Regions from separate parts of the Anas platyrhynchos genome. Here region 1 is linked to region 2. The links are chromatin contacts, called in public Hi-C maps. All regions are on one chromosome and are shown on one strand. The core of a region is the stretch at or near the end of the contact, and the rest is flanking DNA. Distances in the headings are between cores, read along the strand shown.

Evidence for each region. Hi-C and Micro-C count contacts between places; a contact is called where the count stands out from the background.
Region 1: a Hi-C map of skeletal muscle shows a contact between it and region 2, with 2.6 times the contacts expected there. The contact joins the enhancer-like site here to the promoter of LOC101791793 in region 2. A contact is called at or near these places in 2 of 8 Hi-C or Micro-C datasets (liver and skeletal muscle).

The regions. Positions count from the first base shown.
Region 1 is chr1:75,054,276-75,058,686 of IASCAAS_PekinDuck_T2T, forward strand. It overlaps ITPR2 (inositol 1,4,5-trisphosphate receptor type 2), which reads left to right. Exons shown (of 57, transcript XM_072041998.1): 6 at 2,212-2,310; 7 at 2,839-2,922; 8 at 4,208-4,354. Among named protein-coding and RNA genes, the nearest start is that of ITPR2, 51 kb to the left of the region's middle. Within about 2 kb of position 2,041, at least 1 of the 8 cell types and tissues checked has an H3K27ac peak or open chromatin away from gene starts, as enhancers often do.
Region 2 is chr1:74,997,498-75,001,823 of IASCAAS_PekinDuck_T2T, forward strand. It overlaps LOC101791793 (dystroglycan 1-like), which reads right to left and starts at 2,695. Exons shown (of 5, transcript XM_038173047.2): 1 at 2,235-2,695; 2 at 1,222-1,315. LOC140003136 (a long non-coding RNA gene) reads left to right here. Exons shown (of 3, transcript XR_011811158.1): 3 at 1-722.

The DNA of each region.
Region 1 (4,411 bases), core at 791-3,290, 56 kb after region 2:
CTGCTGGTTTGCAGCATGCTATGGCTGGCTGTGCCTATGGGTAGCTAAGGAAAAGAAGAAAGAGCTGGTGTTAAGGTTTTGCTCTGAAAAATTAAAATTGAGATTGTGTTGTGTTCTCTTCAATAATCTCCACAAAGAATAATTCTACAGGCAGAAATGTGGGCATGCGTGCACATGAGTGTGCTCTGTCTCCATTGCCTTGGGCATGCAGGGACATTAGTTGGAGTCAGAAGTGAACTGGGTGGGGTATTTGGGCATGGGTATTGGATAGGAGGAATTCAAAAGAGCAGACTTGCAGCTTGCCAAAAGCTGCAATGTGTAAGAAAAAAGGATTCTCTCTTCACTTTGCTTTCATTTTCTATATTGCTAGAGGAGCATGTACAGGAAACTAGCAGTCTTAAACTATCTCTGTCCCTTCCTTCACTACTGCTAATGGAGGTTAGAAACAAGCAGAAAAAGAAGAAAGTAGAAGAACATGGGATATCTCATTGCTTCCATGGCAACTGACAGAGCTGGCCAGAATTGAGGGCAGGTCAGTGATGTGGACTTAAAGCAGGTTAGGAGATTGAGACTGAAACTATGACTGCACATAACAGTTCCTTCTGTGGAGCAGAGTAGCTGTGTAGTTCTCCTTTCTACTGGTTGCCTCCATGATAACCACAGGAAGCATTAAAAGATATCTTACCCTTCGTCTGTTTTTATTTTTTTAAATAGGATGCTCAATGATGTGCTGTTCTCTCACTGTTATTATTGTCCAGGTGTACTTTCAATAATTTTGAAGTCCTGATTCCACTTTGCAGGATGCAAGCCTGATGTTTTTTTGATTAATGAATTGTCTGGTCTTAACTTCTTAAAACGGGCTGTAAGTAACATCTGTGTGAAGCATGGCATGCAGGAATGTATTGTATAAGTAAGGTTCTGTAAAGGCACCCTGTCATCATTTTTTTTGGTTCCGTTAGTGAACTTTTCTTATTACTTAGACCAAGTAGGATTGTTACATGTAGTCTGAGCATGATGACACTGTCTTTTGCTACCGTTTATTTTACCTGTGTTTGTAAAGAACAGAAAACCTTTTTTTTCACCCACTGCAATAAGTGGACCAAATTCATCTTCATTGAAGTTACATAAGTCTGGATTGGGCTCTGCTGATCAACGCAGAAAAAACATTTTTATTTACATGTGTTCCAAAAAAGCATGGCTTCTGCAGCATTTCATATAGCAAAAATCACATTTAGCCACTTCTTGTCTTTGTGTGTGTGCACTTAAAATTGCTGGGAACAACATAACAAATCAGGACCAATGCCAACCAATTTGTGTGTATTCATTTTTTTCCCCCCCTCCTAGGTGTGAACTGAATTCCTCATATGCATATCTCAAGGACTTTTTAGGTCAGAGACATTTTCATGTATTTCTTCTCCTTGTCTATATAACTAAGTAATTCCAAGGGCACAGGAATTTGCTTGCAAGGAGTCTAGGACTTCATCTTGTAGAGTGAAGATCTCTCAGCTGCTGTATCCAGTACCTGTGCTGAGCACCAAACATCATTTAGGGAGTAACAGGAAAGGGGATAGAGTGTGTTCACCTCTCTCTGAATTTCCAGTGGTCTATGTTCCTTACTAGTTTGCAGTTCTGTAGTCTGAATCAGAGAACTCTTGAGCCTGTCCTGACATTTGCCAGAAGATGGCACACAAAATGGGGAGTCATTGGGCTAAAAAAGCCTTTTCACAGGCAATTTCTTAAGGCTTTTGTGAAATGAAAAACATTGATGGAAGATGCTGGTTGACAGCAACAGAGGGAAAACAATCCTATCTTACTACAGGTTGTTTTCTGAGTTTTCTCTGCATTTTGGCTGGGAGTATATATGGGATAAATAGTACTTAATGCAAATTGTAGATTAACTGATCTGCTCCTGGAATTCAGAGGTTCATATATCCATTTCATGGTCTTGAGTTTCTGCTGAACTGGGTGACATGCTTACTGAGAATGCAAGGACTCATTAGTGTCAAGTTTCAAACCCAAGCAATTGCAGAGGCACGCATGAACAGAACTGGCCAATAAAGAGATTCCATGTGTGTGTGAATTGTCTGCAGATAAGTTCACCAAGTGCCATTCCTAGAGCATGCATTTGAGTCACTTTTTAAAAATGCAACATTATTTCATTTTATTGGATAATTACATAGGCCAAAATTATGTTTTATTTCTGACTTCCAGGTTGTTGTGGGAGATAAAGTTGTACTGATGCCAGTCAATGCAGGGCAGCCTCTGCATGCTAGCAACATTGAACTTCTAGATAACCCTGGCTGCAAAGAGGTGAGTTGATTGGGGGACAGGTAATTGTCAATCTGAGATGTATTATGCCCTGTGGTATAATACCAGAACCCCAGCATAGGTTCAGTACCAGTTTAATTATGTTTAATCATTGGTTCCAGCTTGGCCTCAAAAAAAAAAAAAAAGATGAAATGTACTTATTCTTGGCACAAATTTTCCTGTCTCTGAGAGTTTCGTGTGGTTTGTATGAGTTTCTGAAATGCTCACTGGTATGAGCAAGAGTAAGTCCTCCTCCAGAAGCTATTCAGGTTGTCTTTGGGTGATTGTAAATAGACAGAATAGCATTTTGCCCACTGAATCTTCTCCAACATCGACATCATTATGAAGTATTGAGAGCTTCAGGATCCATGTTTGGTACTGTATGTGTCTGTAACTAAGCCATGTTCCCTGCTACCCTGAGAGTGGTGTGTTCTTCTAGAAGAATAGAATGCTTTTTAAAAAAAAAAAAAAAAAAAAAAAGACCAAACCCAACCAACCCTTATAATTCTCCACTTGTGTTTTTTCTCAAAGGTAAATGCTGTCAACTGTAACACAAGCTGGAAAATAACTTTGTTCATGAAGTTCAGTAGTTACCGAGACGATGTACTGAAAGGAGTAAGTATAATATATTGTTATTATTTTTGAATTTCAGAAATCATACCTTATTTGACTGTATAGAAATATTAGTTCTCTAGTAAATAAAATGAAACTGAGAACTTCATGGAACCATCAAAGATCCCTTACTACTGCCCTACACCAGCCAGAGTATTTTTCCTTTGTGTTGCTATCTTACCCAGTGGAATTGCCTGGATCATGCGAACTTCCAGCCTCTTCCCCCTTCCAGGGACAACTGAGGATCCTTGAGAAACGATGAAGTTCAAGCCCAGAATGATGAGTGCTCTGTACAGAATAGCTGTGATGTTTTAGTTCAGGCCAAGATGCTAAAAGCAGGTATAACAAGGTACAGAAGAGAGTGAAGTATGAAAGATGACAATAGCTGTAATAAGACAATATAGCTTTATAAGCTGATGGATTGCACAGCTTTGTGTCTCCAGATCACTTATATTTTCATTTGGAATAAATAAATTTCTTTTATTCTCGCTTGTACCTTAATAAGTCATTAACAGCTGTCTGTTTTGGGTAGGTATTGAGGGTATCACTAGGTTTTGAGGAAGAATTTGAAAGGGCGTATCTGTGTAGACCTATTTGGGCATAGTGCTTCAAGCTCTGGGGAGATGTAGAATGAAACAAAAATGATGCCAATGGAATAGAGCCTGTCTTGTGACAGGGAAGCCTGAGAAGAGGCTGGAGTTGGGGAATGAGTCGTGGAAAGTCTGAGTGGATGAAGGAAGGTGACAGAGGAGGCTTTGAGATTTCTTGAGCCTACCAAAGCATACGATACTAATGCCCCTGTCAGAACAGGTCTAGTGAGGGTTAGTGAGGTTTGGCTCTCTAGTATAGAATGTATTACAGGAACAATGAAAGGAACTATGAGCTATGACGTATAGCTGTACTGTGCCTTCACAGAAAGCTGGTTTCCCTAAATATCGCTAGACAGATCATAAATGAAAAACCCATTTAGTAAAGTTAGCTAAAATTAAAAATCACCTTTGGGTTAACTGTTATATGCTGTTTGTTATAGTGCTCTGAATCAAGTTGTATTTTCATAAAAGCACATGGATGTCATGCAGGAATGAATTACTGCATTTTATACTAGATTTCCAGACTCAGTGCTGAGGTTATATATTCTGCACTTGGTATCTGCTCTGGCAACAGGAAACTAATAAACATTTGCTTAGCATTAACTATGATGGCATCACTGAAGCTAGTACAGATATAGAGGATGAGTCCAGCAGCTTTCCATACCACTTAATAATGCTTCTTTTTCGTATCACTTTAGGGAGATGTTGTTAGGTTGTTTCATGCAGAACAAGAGAAGTTTCTGACCTGTGACGAATATGAGAAGAAACAACATATTTTCCTTCGTACTACATTGCGTCAGTCAGCTACCTCTGCAACAAGTTCTAAGGCACTGTGGGAAATAGAGGTATTTTTTTGCTTTTTATAAATATTTTAGTACGTGAAGGCCAGGGTTCAGTGAAAA
Region 2 (4,326 bases), core at 1,445-3,944:
ACCACCCTGCCAAGGGCAGGGACAGCTCCCAACAGACCAGGATGCCCAAAGCCCCATCCAGCTTGGCCTTGAACACCTTCTGGGATGCGGCATCTACAGCTTCTCTAGGCAGCCTGTGCCAGTGCCTCACCACCCTCTGAGTGATGAATTTCTTCCTAATGTCTAATCTAAATCTCCCCCCTTTTAGCTTAAAGCCATTCCCCCTTTTCCTATTTTTTTTCCTATTTGAGTGCAATCAGCTAGTCAATTCCTTGCCCACAGAGTAGTCCATCCATCAAATCCATGTCTTTCCAATTTACGGTCAAGGATATCATGGGGGACAGTGTCAAATGCTTTGAACAAGCCCAGGCAGATGATGTTGGTTGTTCTTCTCCTATCTACCAATGCTGTAACTCCATCATAGAAGGCGACCACATTTGTCAGGCACAATTGGACCTTAGTGAAGCTGTGTTGGCTGTCACCAATCACCTCCTTGTTTTCCATGTGCCTTAGAATGCCACTGCATTCTGGACTTGTAGAAAGGGAAAGTTTCCAGTCTGGGGATACAAACCTGCAGTAGTGTTTTTGATGATGTCAGTAACACATTGTTTGTTCGCTTGAAGTCTTTTTCTAATTCATCTCTTTTTATTTGTGCTCTTATTTCCTGGGTACAACTGGGCTGAGATGACAGAAATCAGTTGACAAGATATTCAAACAGAGCACTTCCTCCATACAGGGACAGATAGAGGTAGAAGAGATTTTTGAAGATCTCAACCCAAATGCAAATGCTGATCGCATGAGGTCATGGTGGCTGACACCTTTGAAGAGGATTTCTTGTATTTCCCTATCAGAAGATTTTCTAGCATTTTAACCAATATAAAAATAAATCCTTATTGATCTCTAAGTTTTCTTTCCTAGCACATTCCTGCGGCACGTCAAAAATTTGGCACTGTGCTTTAAGAGAGAGGTGAGCAAGAGGAGTTATTTCTTTAACTGGATCTTAGTTCCTCCTGATTTCCCTAAATTACTTCTGTGCAGGGCCAAATACTACTGACTTAAATGTATATAAAGACCCATGTTCACCTTCCTGATATATATTTTCAGTCTATTTTACCCACCTGAAAGTTAGAATAGTCCTATGATGAAGACCTGTGGTCTCAGCAATCACAAGAAATGACTGCGATTCCTGAGAAAAGCTTGTCTTTTCTTGCCTCTTCCTTGCCCAAACCCAGCTGTACTTACCAGCAAGCATTGTAACAGACCAGGAAATGCAATGTGCTTCATCCCAAAGTCTTGAAACACTAGCATAGCCCAGCAAAGATGGGCCTTGTGACAGCTGTATGAACAAAATGAACCACAATTTTCATTTCCACCTGGTAATTTTTAATATGTTTAAAAACAAAACAAAACAAACAAACAAAAACAAAACAAAATGCACAAAGAAAACAGCAACAGCTGGCATAGTCCTTAATTTATTTGTGTGTGTGTGTATAAGGTGTAATATGCTCACTGTATTGGTAAAATGAGACATTTCCTACAAAAGAGAAGTATTTAAACAACAACAAAAGTTTTAAATAATGAAAAAAAAATTGGAAAAAATGTTAAAAGCAGAAGGCTTTTTAAGCAGTCCTAAATTACAAACTTCTATGTGTTTGCAACATCTTTCCTCATTCTCTGTGTGATAAAAAAGAATTAAGAAAGGTAGGGAGTTACTCCCCTCAGGTACACCTTATCCAGCTTGCAAATATAACTGCATTGTAGGCTTCATACTAGGCCTATTGTTTTTCTTATTTATTTTTTTTTAAGACCTGTTTTTTTTTAAGGCCTTTTTCTTAAGACCTTTTGTTTTGCTTAAGATCTTCATTGTGGAAATTTTGGTGAAACTTCAATAACTTTTTTTCTTCCAAAGTTAAGATACTGATTTTCATCAAGAAATGATAATCAAAACGCTCATTGTTGCTCATAGGGCTTTGTACATAATTATTTTAAGGAAGTGTTGTATATTAATGTCGTGGTTTAACCCGGCCGGCAGCTAAACATCACGCAGCCGTTCGCTCACCCTCCCCCCTCCCTCTCTGGGACGGGGGAGAGAAATGGAAAGTGAAGCCCGTGAGTTGAGATAAAGACAGTTTAATAAGACAGGAAAATAATAATAACAAAATAATAATAAAATAATAACAATAATAATACAATGGTGATAATAGGAAAGTAATAATAGTATGTACAAACAAGTGATGCACAATGCAATTGCTCACCACTCGCTGACCGATGCCCAGCCTAACCCCGAGCAGTCCGGCCCCCTCCCCCCGGCTAGCCACCCCTATATATTGTTTAGCATGACGTCAGATGGTATGGAATACCCCTTTGGCTAGTTTGGGTCACCTGTCCTGGGTCTGTCCCCTCCCAGTTCTTACTGCACCCCCAGCCTGCCCGTTGGCAGGACAGAGCAAAAGGCTGAGATGTCCTTGGCTTAGTATAAGCACTGCTCTGCAACAATTAAAGCATCGGGGTGTTATCAGCACTCTTCTCATCCTAAGCCAAAACACAGCATTCCACCAGCTACTAGGAAGAAAATTAATTCTGTGCTAACTGAAACCAGGACAATTAAGTACGTTCTATCCACACTGTAGTAGGGTCAGCCTTTCAGCTCATAACACAGTAATACAGACTGGGCTCAAAGCACGAATGGTCTGTAGTTACAGTCACCATGCTCTACAGGTGTACTGATTCTTCTGTTGGGTAGGTCCTGGTTAGGAGTGGGCTAGGGCTGAAGAAAAAAGCAGAAAATGCAGCTGAAATGGAGGCTATTTTCTTTTTTCATCCTACAAAGAAGATTCATCTTTTTCCCTGTGTTTTCAGGTTTGAACTTTCCAAAGTCATGAGAGCTGGCAAAAGAGAAAAATCAAACAAGGTATGTTTATGTCTTTGCTTTGTAGGAAAAGGCATCATTTTCAGGCAGCCAAGCAGCAAGAAACCCCAGGAGACAGTGCCTGATTAACAAGTCTCCAGGGGCTGGCAGTGAGTTCTGTGAGGTTGAAAGCAAACTTGGTGTAACTGTTGGCACTTGTTCCACATGGGAATAGTAAGTTCATTTTTGTGCACTTCCTGATGCTTGCTCTGTGGTTGTGAGCTAATAGAAGGCAATGCATAAACTTCCTGAGCTCTCTAAATAAAGCTTCCATTTTGGATAGATGTTTTCAAAGAAAGGAACATTGTACTTTCTGCTTTGGTTGAGTCCTCATATTTGGCTCTCTGAATGAACAACTTTGGTTGTTAAACAGTTGAAAACTTATTTCAAAAGGCTTGAATGTATCGCAAGCAAAAATACCTTCACTTGAATGGCTTGGAGCAGCTCTCAGAAGTTTATTTACATAGCTGTTGTATTGTGCCACAGTTTGAAGGGCATCCAGGCTACTTCTTTAATCTAAGTTCCTTTTACTTAAATAATTAATTCATAAATAACTTCAGTTTTCATTATTTCTAAGTTTGTTTCTTTCAAGACATTATTATAGCTAACCAGATATTATTTAACTACTTGAATTAATGCATATATTAGTTCTTCTAAATTCTGATGTATCAAACAGCAAGTGAGCCAGCCGCTGCCCGTGCGTGCATGTTATAATGTGAGGGACTGTGTGTCTGTAGATAGTGACAATGCAAAGTTCACCCCCGTGCCCTAGTGAAAACCTCAAAAGGTCACTTGTGAGAGCTCTTCATTTCAGAGCCATCTCTCCTGTCAGGAAAAATATGTTTACCTCCTGTGGAAAGACCTTCATAAAAGTAGGTGTTATGAATTTAGCCATAATTTCCTGTTCATACCAACCAGGCTGAATAAAGTGGGTAGAGCAGCAATGAATGCTCTGTGTTCTCTTTTTCTCATTCTCAATCAAACTGTACATTTCAATTTCATGCACATTTCTCTTTGTCAGCCACCCCCCCACCTCCCGGGTCCATGATATTCTTTTTTTTTTTTTTTTTTCCCCAGGTGCTTAATATTCTGTATGACACTAATGCCAACCGATTGTTTAAAACAACAGTGTATAGAGTTAACTCCCATGATGATAAAAGAGGCAAAATGAGTGCCCACAGCTAGCTAGCTATCAAGAAATCATCTAGTACTCTGGCATTTGCTATAGGCAAAATAAAACAAAGCACTAGCAGCAATAAATCAATTCTTGTGTGCAGGTATTGTCAAAATAAGCTGTACTGGCTCTCTCTCATCAACTCTTAAGCCAATAACGCTGTTTTTTGTACATCCAAACATTTTGAAATGCTGTTGTGCCCAAGAAATATCTAAGCTGTTTCAAATGTGACTATCCACAAGGTAAGGGGTGTCATGGGTGTCTC